Linked DNA regions of Siniperca chuatsi: region 2 is linked to region 1. A link is a contact called in public Hi-C data. All regions are on one chromosome and are shown on one strand. The core of a region is the stretch at or near the end of the contact, and the rest is flanking DNA. Distances in the headings are between cores, read along the strand shown.

Region 1 (5,387 bases), core at 916-3,415:
GTAGCCTTTCCTAATTCTGTCTCATACAGACTGTGAAGGCTTAAATGTATTTGTGATTCATTTTGATATTGTTAATGTATGATTTACGGAAACCTCCGATTCTGAATGTTTTGTCCGACATTAAAAACCATCAAATCACTACAGTACGTTAACAGATCAGAGGGAGATAGCTGAGCAGGCTGGGATAGCTCAGCCCCTCAGATCACACCACCACCACAATTATTCACTTTCCCTGCAGACATGCACAGAAGAGTCACATGAAGCAAATATGAAGTGAAATTATTTGAAACCCCGCACTGGACTCAAGAAGAGGTTTGGGCTGAGAAACACATGCTTAAGTTTGTTTTGGTAGCAGGAATGTCCTGACATTCTCAGAGGTTACAGGTGACTGTTCAGCAGTGGACATTGTGCCACAGGGAACATTATGTTTGATTATGCAGAGATAAACATGTCACTGATTCCTGCCTGTTATACCCCGGGCACTGCTGGAGTCTCCAAGCACTTCGGTCTTCATATATCCATGGCATACGTGCATATATGTGCCATTTGGGCACATATATGCGCGTGTTATGGACAGACAGGCAGGAGACACCGATATGGAGATGGATGGCTCTTTATTAGGTTATAGTATGGGAAGACAGGTGTGCAGGTATGGAGATGGGGAAGACTCATTGGCATGGAGATCGCTGGAGAAGGAGATCGCTAGAGAAGGGAATATGCACTGTTGCATGGGGAGTCCTTGCACTCCCGAGGGCCGAAAACCCCCACTGACGTGATGGTCGCCCTCCACCACGGGGAGCAGGTTGATCCGGGCAGACGGCTGGGGGTTGGGCATCTGCGGAGCTGGGAACTTCGGGTGGACAACCCGGAGCCTGGACAGGTGTGGAGCTGAGAGCCATGGACGGATGACCCGAAGCCTGGTTATGGGTGGAGCTGGGAGCCTCGGACTTACGACCCTGAGCCTGAACAGGTGTGGAGCTGGGAGCCATGGACGGATGACCCGAAGCCTGGACAGGTGTGGAGCTGGGAGCCTCAGTAGGACGACCCAGAGCCTGGACCTGGGTGTTGCGGAGGCCCTTGAGCGGACAACCCGGGAGCTGAACCAGCTGAGGACCTCAGGTGGACGACCCGGAGACTGGCCTGGCACAAAGCTGAGGACCTTGGGTGGACGACTTGAGGGCTGGCCTTGTGTGGATCTCACCGTATGAGGTCCGTGACAAAGATCAACGTCCTCTGGAGGCCGGAGGCGAAGGCAGGAACCCTCGGGAGGCCAGCAGCGAAGGCGGGGATCCTATCTAGACTAGAGGCGAAGGCGGGGATCCTCTGGAGACTAGAGGCAAAGGCGGGGATCCTCTGGAGGCCGGCAGTGAAGGCGGGAACCCTGTGGAGGCCGGAGGCGAAGGCGGGGATGCTCTGGAGACCGGAGGTGAAGGCAAAGACGAGGATCCTCTGGAGGCCGGCGGCAAAGGCGGAGATCCTCTGGAGGCCGTCGAATCAGATCAGGAGCCGGCGGCGGGACAGCCGGACCAGGAGCCGGCGACAGGGTAGCAGGACAGGCAGCCGGCGATGGGGCAGCAAGACAGGGAGCTGACAGCGGGGCAGCAGAACAGGCAGCCGGCGACGGGGCTGCTGGACAGGAAGCCGCCGATGGGGCTGCTGGACAGGAAGCCGGCGACGGGGCTGCAGGACAGGAAGCCAGCGAAGGGACAGCAGGACAGGAAGATTGGTAGAGGAGCGGGCTGGATCAGTGGTGTCAAGGAATCTGGAGATTGCTGCGATCCAGCAGGGAGTCCAGGGAGCTGCTGGGATACAGCCGAGAAAGGAGGCAACTGTGATCGAACTGGCAGGGAATCTGGGGACAAGGAGCTGCTGCGAACCAGCAGAGAGTCCGGGTGCGAGGAGCTGCTGCGGTCCGGCAGAGAGTCTGGGAGCGAGGAGCTGCTGCCATCCAGCAAGGGGTGCTGTCTGCTGCGATGCAGTAAGGGGTGCTGTCTGCTCCCATCCGGGAGGGAGTTCTGTCTGCTGCAATCAGGCAGGGAGTGATGGCTGCTGCGATCCAACAGGGAGTGATGGGCGGCGCTGGGACTGGAGACGGCAGTGGAGCTGGCGAGTCGCTGGGCGGTGGAGCAGGTGAGCAGAGTGGAGGCGGAGCTGGCGAGCCGCTGGGCGGTGGTACAGGCAAGCAGCTAGGCGGCGATACAGGCGAGCACCCGGAGCGGTGGTGCAGGCAAGCAGCTAGGCAGCTGGGCAGTGGTGCAGGAGAGTAGCTGGTTAGTCGGCTGATGATTGGCAGTCCGGCGTGCAATCTGGTGGCTGCATGGACCACCTCGAACCAGTGCCCCAGTATGGATTTGGCACTATGGTCTGCGTGTCTAGCGTCGATGGATGGAGCCACAGTATGCCATTGTCATCCACCACCGAATCAAAGAAGGGCGCCGGTCTGGCCCTTGGCATGGTGAAGTGGGAGTTGACAGAGAGACTAAGGGAGTGCTGGTCTAGTCCTTCGGTATTGGTCCGACCTTCTGTTACGGACAGACAGGCAGGAGACACTGATATGGAGATGGATGGCTCTTTATTAGGTTATATTATGGGAAGACAGGTGTGCAGGTATGGAGATGGGGAAGACTCGCTGGCATGGAGATCGTTGGAGAAGGAGATTTGGGGAGAAGGAGATTGCTGGAGAAGGGGATCGCTGGAGAAGGGGATCTGCATTGTTGCATGGGGCGTCCTTGCACCAAACGAGGTCGGACAACTTGCTGAGGTGAGTGCAGGGCTTTTTATGCTGGCTGTGATTAGGAGCTGATGGGGAGCAGGAGTGTGATAGGGAGCAGATGTGGATGATTAGCAGACGGTGGAGACAGACGTATCCATGACAGCACGTATGACCCATACACTACAGTCTATAATGTGAACCAACCCCAGATCCAATCTGTGATTTTGCTTACCAGATTAAGTTAAGATATTTTCACGTACTTTATGGTTTTTGTTTAGTTGCTGTTATACAACCTGTCAATCAATTTTGCGGTAATATCAGATTCCAGTGCTGTGCTCTGAATTTTGGTGGTAGGGTTTTGCTTACATTTGGATTATTAATTGTGCCTTTCATGGCTGGATTAACCTGCTAGCGGGCCCTGGGGCAAAAATGAGCAGCTGGGCCCCTATTAAACCCCAGTTTCTCCCACCCTCTGTGTAATGTGTAAAGTTTATCTGTTACAATGTTAGATTTTGAGTGTAGTAAGTTGATTAAACACATTAATTTAGGTAGCCTGATAATCAGCCTGAACTGCCATTTTGTTTCGACATTACAGGGGTGCTCACTTTCGGTATCAACTAAAGCTACCTAATCTGGCTAAACTGTCAGCTTGTTTCCAACCTGTATCATGGCCTGACCGCTCATGTTTTTTGCTCTAGAGCCTATGTTTAAAGGTTTGCAATGAGTAGTACGTTAACCAGTTAAAAGGAAACATGAAGAGATTTTTCTTCAGAGAATTTTATTTATAGTTATATTTTGTGGTTCTGGCTGATACTGGGGCAGGATCATCAAAGAGAAAAAGAACTGAAGAATTGACCGACCAAGGCTGACTTGTGTTTTCACCTGTGCTCTATCACTGTCCCTTTCAGCATTTCTTTTTGTTCTTCAGTCACTGAACAGATTGAGAGAATTGTGGGATTTGAAAGGATTCAAAACAGATCCTGAATTGGCCCTCTTCCTTCTAGACAGGTATGTAATATGTTGTTTTATTTGGCTGTGTACAGTCCATGGAGGTATTGATCACAGTGGACATCACTGTAAACAGCTGTGTTTAAAAAAGAAAAATAGTGTTAAAAATAAGTTGCATCTTTCTTTCACTCATTTCCAAAACAAATGGAAACGCTAGCCAGATCAAGATCTTTAAGACACGAGGTGGTGGAAACACTACCGCTTTTGTCCGCAGGGCCGCCAGAATCAACACAAAATGAAAGTTCATTGTAATTGCTTTAAATGTCCACTGAAGAGACAAAAATGGTGTCAGATGAAAATATCAAATCTGTGGGGGGCAATAAGGCGATTGTATCCTTCCTCAAACTGATACATGCAACAATCATAATTGCCATATTTCCATCATGTTTTCTACATTTTTCCCACCTTTTGAGGTTTGACTGGCACTCTTTTAACAAAGTCAACTTGTTGCGCCCTCTTCTACAATGGTATATGGCACCTGGCTGGAGCATTAGCACCACCTACTACTCATCTCTGTGAACCAACTCCTAATATTCATATAACAAAAGTGGATGCAAATGTTATTATAACCAATTGAGCCAATGGTCATTGCTACACAAATAAAACCCAACCCAACTTAAAACAATGAAGAACAGAAAAATGATTCATTCCTTCAACATTCTTAGCCTTGCAAAGTGAGAAAAGTCTCAGTGATCATACTGTTGATCAAGCTGTATTTCCAGTATTCATTTATTACATATTGGGCCAGTACACTGTAAATCATTTTAAGCTGGTTCAACTTAAAAATGCAAGTTCTGTGCTGCTTTAACAATGTAAGTTGTTGACCTTCAGTTGAATAATTACTTTAAAGGCTGCTGAAAATGTAAAATCAGCTGGGTTAAGTTAAACAAACTTGAGAAAATAAGTTCTATAACCTTAAGTTATTAGTGATGTCACATGATTAAATGTCTATAGGCCCGTCGCCCTGACGTCTGTAGTCCTTTGACTTGTGTTGACCCACATGAAGGACATCACAGGACCCATGCAGGACCCCCTGCAGTTTGCCTACCGGGCAAACAGGTCAATGGATGATGCAGTCAACATGGGACTGCAATACATCCTGCAAAAACTCGACTCTCCAGGGACATACGCAAGGATCCTGTTTGTGGACTTCAGCTCGGCGTTCACCACAATCATCCCAGACTTCCTTCACAGTAAACTCACCCAGCTCACTGTCCCAGCCCCCACCTGTCAGTGGATCAAAAACTTGACCTACCTGACAGACCAGAGGCTGCTGGTGAGGCTGGGGAACATCGCATCCAGCATCCGGACAATCAGCACTGGTGCCCCCCAGGGATGTGTGCCCTCCCCACTGCTCTTCTCCCTCTACACCAATGACTGCACCTCAGGAGACCCGTCTGTCAAACTCCCGAAGTTTGCAGACGACACAACTGTCAGGAGCTGCTGATCCAGTTCTACTCTGCAATAATCCAGTCTGGTGTCTGCACATCCATCACTGTCTGGTTTGGACTGGCCACCAAACAGGACAGGAACAGACTGCAACGGACAGTCAGGACTGCAGAAGAGATCCTCTGTGCCGACCTGCCCCCCATTCAGGACTTATACACATCCAGAGTCAGGAAACATCATTGCAGATCCATCACACCTTGGTCACAACCTGTTCCAC
Region 2 (5,140 bases), core at 2,212-4,711, 71 kb after region 1:
TGTTAACACTGATATAACTATGTATTTAACAATCTTACATGATGGATTGGTCTTGTGATTAATTAAATGATTTTCTCTGCCTATTTAACATAATAACCATTGTACTGAAATTCTTTCAATCACCTCATTCATTTCCTCAGTCAGCTGTCTCTCAAGGTTTCATAAGTAATTCACAATGCCATTTTGAAATCGTATTGAAGTGACAGGAGGAAGGTGTATAATAGGCTTTAGGTACAGTAAGAGATGTTTGTGTACAGTTGATAAACAGGCATGTGCAAGTCTGTGTTTTGAATGTACGTAGATGATATGATCAGGAGGTCATTTAAACCATTAGGTTCATCATCTGTGGACCATTCTTTTAGAGATTCATGGTTATCTAGTAAATGTTGAGATGTTGCTTTGAACTAAAGTGATGGATGGATGGTTAAAAAGAAAGTCTGTGATATGATGGAGCGTTGACCACATCCTTTTGGTCTAACTGATCAACACTACACTGTTTTTTCCCCCTGAAGCCCTTAACAGGCACTGCCCCTGATGCGACATTGTGATCAGATTCCATACAAGTACTTATTAATATAACTTATTATGATTACCATCATAGGTTTCACTGGAGATGTGAAGTGTCTCTGGTTACCTTGTAGAGCTTTGGCATTAAAAATGTTTGTGAAGATTTTCAGTCATCCAGGTCGTAAGATATCTAATGTACAAGTACTAAATCAGAGGCAGCTGTACATTTATATTGCCAGACAAGAACATTGATATTGGACAACCTGGATTATGTTCAGTGACGTTTTTTAACGTCCAATTACATTAAGTTTTTCAAATTTCCGCTTTCTAATATCTGTGCATGGCAACTAATAATGTAATTAAGGTTAGGGGAAGATGATGGTGAGGGCAAATAAAATATGGTTAAGGTATGGTTAGGGTTCAGCGACTACACACTTGGTTAAGGTTAATGAGAGATCATGGTTATGGTTAATGCAAATGTGAATGTTAATTGTTGGTCTGTGACGATAGGCGAACTTTGGTCTCGTCCAATGCACTAGACATCTATCCACCACTTCGTACTCTCTGCCTCGCTACATATAGGACACACTACTTCACTTCCTGCATTGGCACTGAACGGTGGGTTTGGACATTTATTGTGACGTGTGGAATTGTCCAATATGGACTCAACTCCTTGGAGATACCAAGTTGGGAGATACCCAACAAGTCCTCCAAATGAAACGTCAAAATGCACTACTTGTAACTGCCCTTCAGAACGACACATAGAAGTGGTTTCTGATCTGACACCCCTATCAACAGGCCTTCCAAAACTGTTACAAACTGTTGAAAAATAAATGTGTTTTATGATGTGACAATGCAATGGTTAATATTTGGTTAGAGTTAGCCACAAAAACAAGTTGGTTAGGTTTGGTCATGGTTTGGTTTAACATAACTACATTGGTAAGGTCAGGGAACGTCATTGCCATGGTTACAATAATAACCATGTGGTTAAGGTTAGGGAATGACTGGGGTCATGATAAAAACAAACCAGCGTTGACCCCATCCACCCTGACCTCCTCCATACGCAGATGATTTCACTCTATAACGTCACCTGACTTCCTCAATCCATGTACCTTCATGTCAATTGATTTCCTATTCTCAATGAAAATGAAAAACGGGGCTTTTAAAAAAAATGGTTTTGTCTCTTGATTTGAAAAACATGGATATCAAAGCATTTTCTGACAATAGAATTCATAGAAAAGGGCTTGAAGTATTGTTTTTTCATTCGCAAGTTAAATTTTTCTTGATAAGGAATGCCCTAGCTAGGGTTAATATTAACCCTAACCCTGCAACATTATTGACAACAGCTACAACATTGCCAGTTCAGTTATATGTAGGCTGTGTCCAGTCTATAAATAAGCACAGAATGGCCTGCACAGAATAAGTGCAAGACAACAGTTGTCTGCCTACAATATGAGATATAATATATCTCCTGACTATTTTATCAAACTAAATAGCCTATTCACGCCCATGAAATTTCTCAAACTCTAAACTTTTCCAACTTCAATATGAATTGGCTGCAAAATGATTGCACATCCTCTGTTAATATATCACATCCACTAATCTGTCAACAGTAGCCTAATCCTGGGGCCAAATGAATAATCAAAGCTCCCTTTGCTACCATCATAATGACTACGGCCACTAGAGGGCTTTGACACTTGAACGTAAACAGATGTTGTTTTGGGGTACTTGATAAAACGACTGATGCTGTCGTTCTTGAAACGACAGTGTCCTTATGGTGTCTTTCACACAGGAATAAACTCGACCATTAAACTCAATGACCATTTCCGCAGCATCTAATATCTATTTGTTTCTACGTTAAATAGGTAGTGTACACTCCACTTGGTAGGCTGCAGTAGTACGCCTCGTGTACAGGCTGTGATCCGCATTTTAACCTAGAAGAAGAACGTGTTTATCTAGCTTCCAATTTGGGGGCTGCAGTGGGGGGAAAGGAAAACATCAAGAACACGACGCTGCGAGCAAGCAATGCAGGCTCAGCCACGGTAATGCAAATTCAATAAGAAGTTCCAAAGATTCGTACGAGGCGCGATGTGAACTTTGTCGCAAAACATTCAAACTTCGAACAATGGTTAGCACGGATTCTCACATGAAATGTCAAAAGCACAAGCGCTATGCTAGCACTCGAAAAAGGACTATGTCCATCGAGTCGTACACTGCTACTGGTAGTTTGGCTGTATGTACTAGAGATGATTTGTCAACTGCGAATATGTTAGCTAATGTGCACTGCATATTTCAGTTATTCAAATTCAATAAAACTCAGTAACAGTGTCGATTTCTTTTGCTGCGGTAATGGTATTATGTTTTCCTTTTAGAGGTATTAAAAACGTCATTAAATTATTTGTACTTTAAAAATGTGCAGATACCCTGCTACAAGTGTATTGACATTTTAAAAGTTTGCTCTAGTTGATTTAGTATTGCACTTGAATAAAGTTGGGAGACTTTTGAGAGCCTGATTAAAATAAAGGTCAATACTGATGCAGAATTGCAGAATTTGTAATGCAGGCTTTCTGTTAAAAATGTGTAGCAGACGAGTCTAAGCTAGTGTAGGGTAACCCAGATGACATCATCAGGGGTTATCTTCTCAGACTTGACAAAGCTCCTCCAGAGCCACAGAAGACATTATACAACTGTTTTCACAGACTGAGTAATACTAATCATAACTGAATCTGACATTTATATTCAGTCGAGTGGCCCTTTACTAGGAACTACAGCTCTTATGTTTCTGCTTGGCTTCCTGTACAACAAAGTCAAAGGTGATTTTACAGTGACTCTCTCTGTGTGAACACAGCCCATGCCAGTCACATGCTGCCGCTCCAAACACAGATCTGATTTCTGCTGCACACTTTTATTTATGGCAAACTGTGTTATTTTTGACAGGGGCAGTAAACATCTCTCCTGCTCTGTGTGTCTTTGACAGAACACTTGACACAGTGTGTCATGTGAGCTGCTGCCAGGAATAACACTGTACAGTCACAACAGGCGTGAGTGCTGTGGAGAAGGTCAGGGGAGGGAGAGGACATAACACACGAAAAATGTTCAGTCATCTCACTGAACACAGTATGAACACTGCCTCCTAGTGGATCAACCTCAGACTGGGAGTCATGTTTACTGGTCACAGAACAGCCATTTTATATTTAATGGAAGCTTAATTGCCAAGTAATTCTACTTAATGGTTAACGCTCTTTCAACGGCTTTACTCACATGCAAAGTAACTGTGGTTATGTAATGTTAGTGAGCATCCTCAAGAGGGAGCCATTCACCAACTGAAATTAGTGAGAAGTTGAAGAGACTTGGATCAGTAAAATATGGTGGGAATTAGAAATGCACAGATTTTTAATGTTATATTAAAATAGATTATATTCATGAGAAAGCCCCAACATATTCTTCTAATTTCATCATTTAACTTTTCTGGTGGAGGTTGATGGTTTTTGTCCATCTCTCAAGCATCTGTTGTGAGGCAAGACTGAGAAAATAAAAGCAGACAACACCTAAAATACACATAATTAAGAGCAGGAACAAATACCAAAACTAGCTAAAACTAGCTAACTTTTTGTAGTGCTTGCATACCTGTTAGTTTGTTACTTTGTTACTTTTTTTCTCCAATGTTTTCTGTTGCTGTTTATGTGTCTGCACAGTCCGGTATCTCCAAAGGGCTTAATAGCTCTTTTGAATTGTCTTTAAATTGGTCATAAACTGGTTTATATGCTATATATACACACCATGCAACACCGACATTTTATATTGTATACATGAAAACCTGAAATACATTTCATGAAGTTATCTGTACTTTCAGACCACATACCTAATAAACGTAATCTGTGCCTTTTTTTTCTGATTCCGATTTGAATGCTGCTAAACTATGATTGGTGCATGGAAGTGACATTGCCTTTTTCTAATTTAGCCCCTCCCACATCAAAAGAAGTGAGAAAAAAGCAAATGCAGAAATATCTTAAGGGATTTTGGCAGAAAATAGCAAGGAACAAGATAAATCTAAAAAAGAGAAAAGAGAAATCTATTTACATTTTCATAAGAACTGGGTCTCCAGTGAATGACTGCATTTTTATTGCAGTGAAACAAGAATTCAATAGTAGCATTAAAACAGATTTTTGGAACCATATTCATATATGCACTGCTACACAGCTGCTCCGTCATATTTATTCTGACCATGTATGTACATTTTTAATGAAATCACGAAGGTCTCAGCTGACAGAACGTCTGCGGCCCCGCCTGTCTTTGTCGTCTCCTCATCATCCTCCGGCCCCCTCCTCTCCATTGGTATTTTCTTCTCCTGCGTTCCCCTTTGCCCTGTTGCCCTGACAACAGACAACTAGACAAGGGTTTCCTTGGAGACGGGACAGATGAGGGTTCCCCGCCCCTCTGGTCTGACAGCACAGTTGCAGCACCACCTGTGAATGTATGAGAAATACAAATCTGAAGCGATTTCTTTTTTCTTTTCAACATTAAGACAAATTGCTCTGAGTCTGTTCGCATTGTCCAAGCTGAAAGTCCTGGAAAATTGCAGTGCAGCTATGGCTCAAGGACCAAATAGATTCTTTGGCTTTCTGAGCATGGA

What was found. Hi-C and Micro-C count contacts between places; a contact is called where the count stands out from the background.
Region 2: a Hi-C map of liver shows a contact between it and region 1, with 2.5 times the contacts expected there. The contact joins the enhancer-like site here to the promoter of LOC122870669 in region 1. A contact is called at or near these places in 2 of 3 Hi-C or Micro-C datasets (liver and skeletal muscle).

Annotation. Positions count from the first base shown.
Region 1 is chrLG22:3,417,849-3,423,235 of ASM2008510v1, forward strand. LOC122870669 reads left to right here and starts at 2,166. Exons shown (of 4, transcript XM_044185032.1): 1 at 2,166-2,761; 2 at 3,642-3,721; 3 at 4,728-4,796; 4 at 4,877-5,168. The coding sequence starts at 2,318. The coding sequence ends at 5,168.
Region 2 is chrLG22:3,487,255-3,492,394 of ASM2008510v1, forward strand. All of the region lies in intron 1 of ank2b (ankyrin-2b), which reads left to right. Among protein-coding and RNA genes, the nearest start is that of ank2b, 59 kb to the left of the region's middle. Within about 2 kb of position 3,462, the one cell type or tissue checked has an H3K27ac peak away from gene starts, as active enhancers do. A contact at or near this core is called in liver, where this site is marked.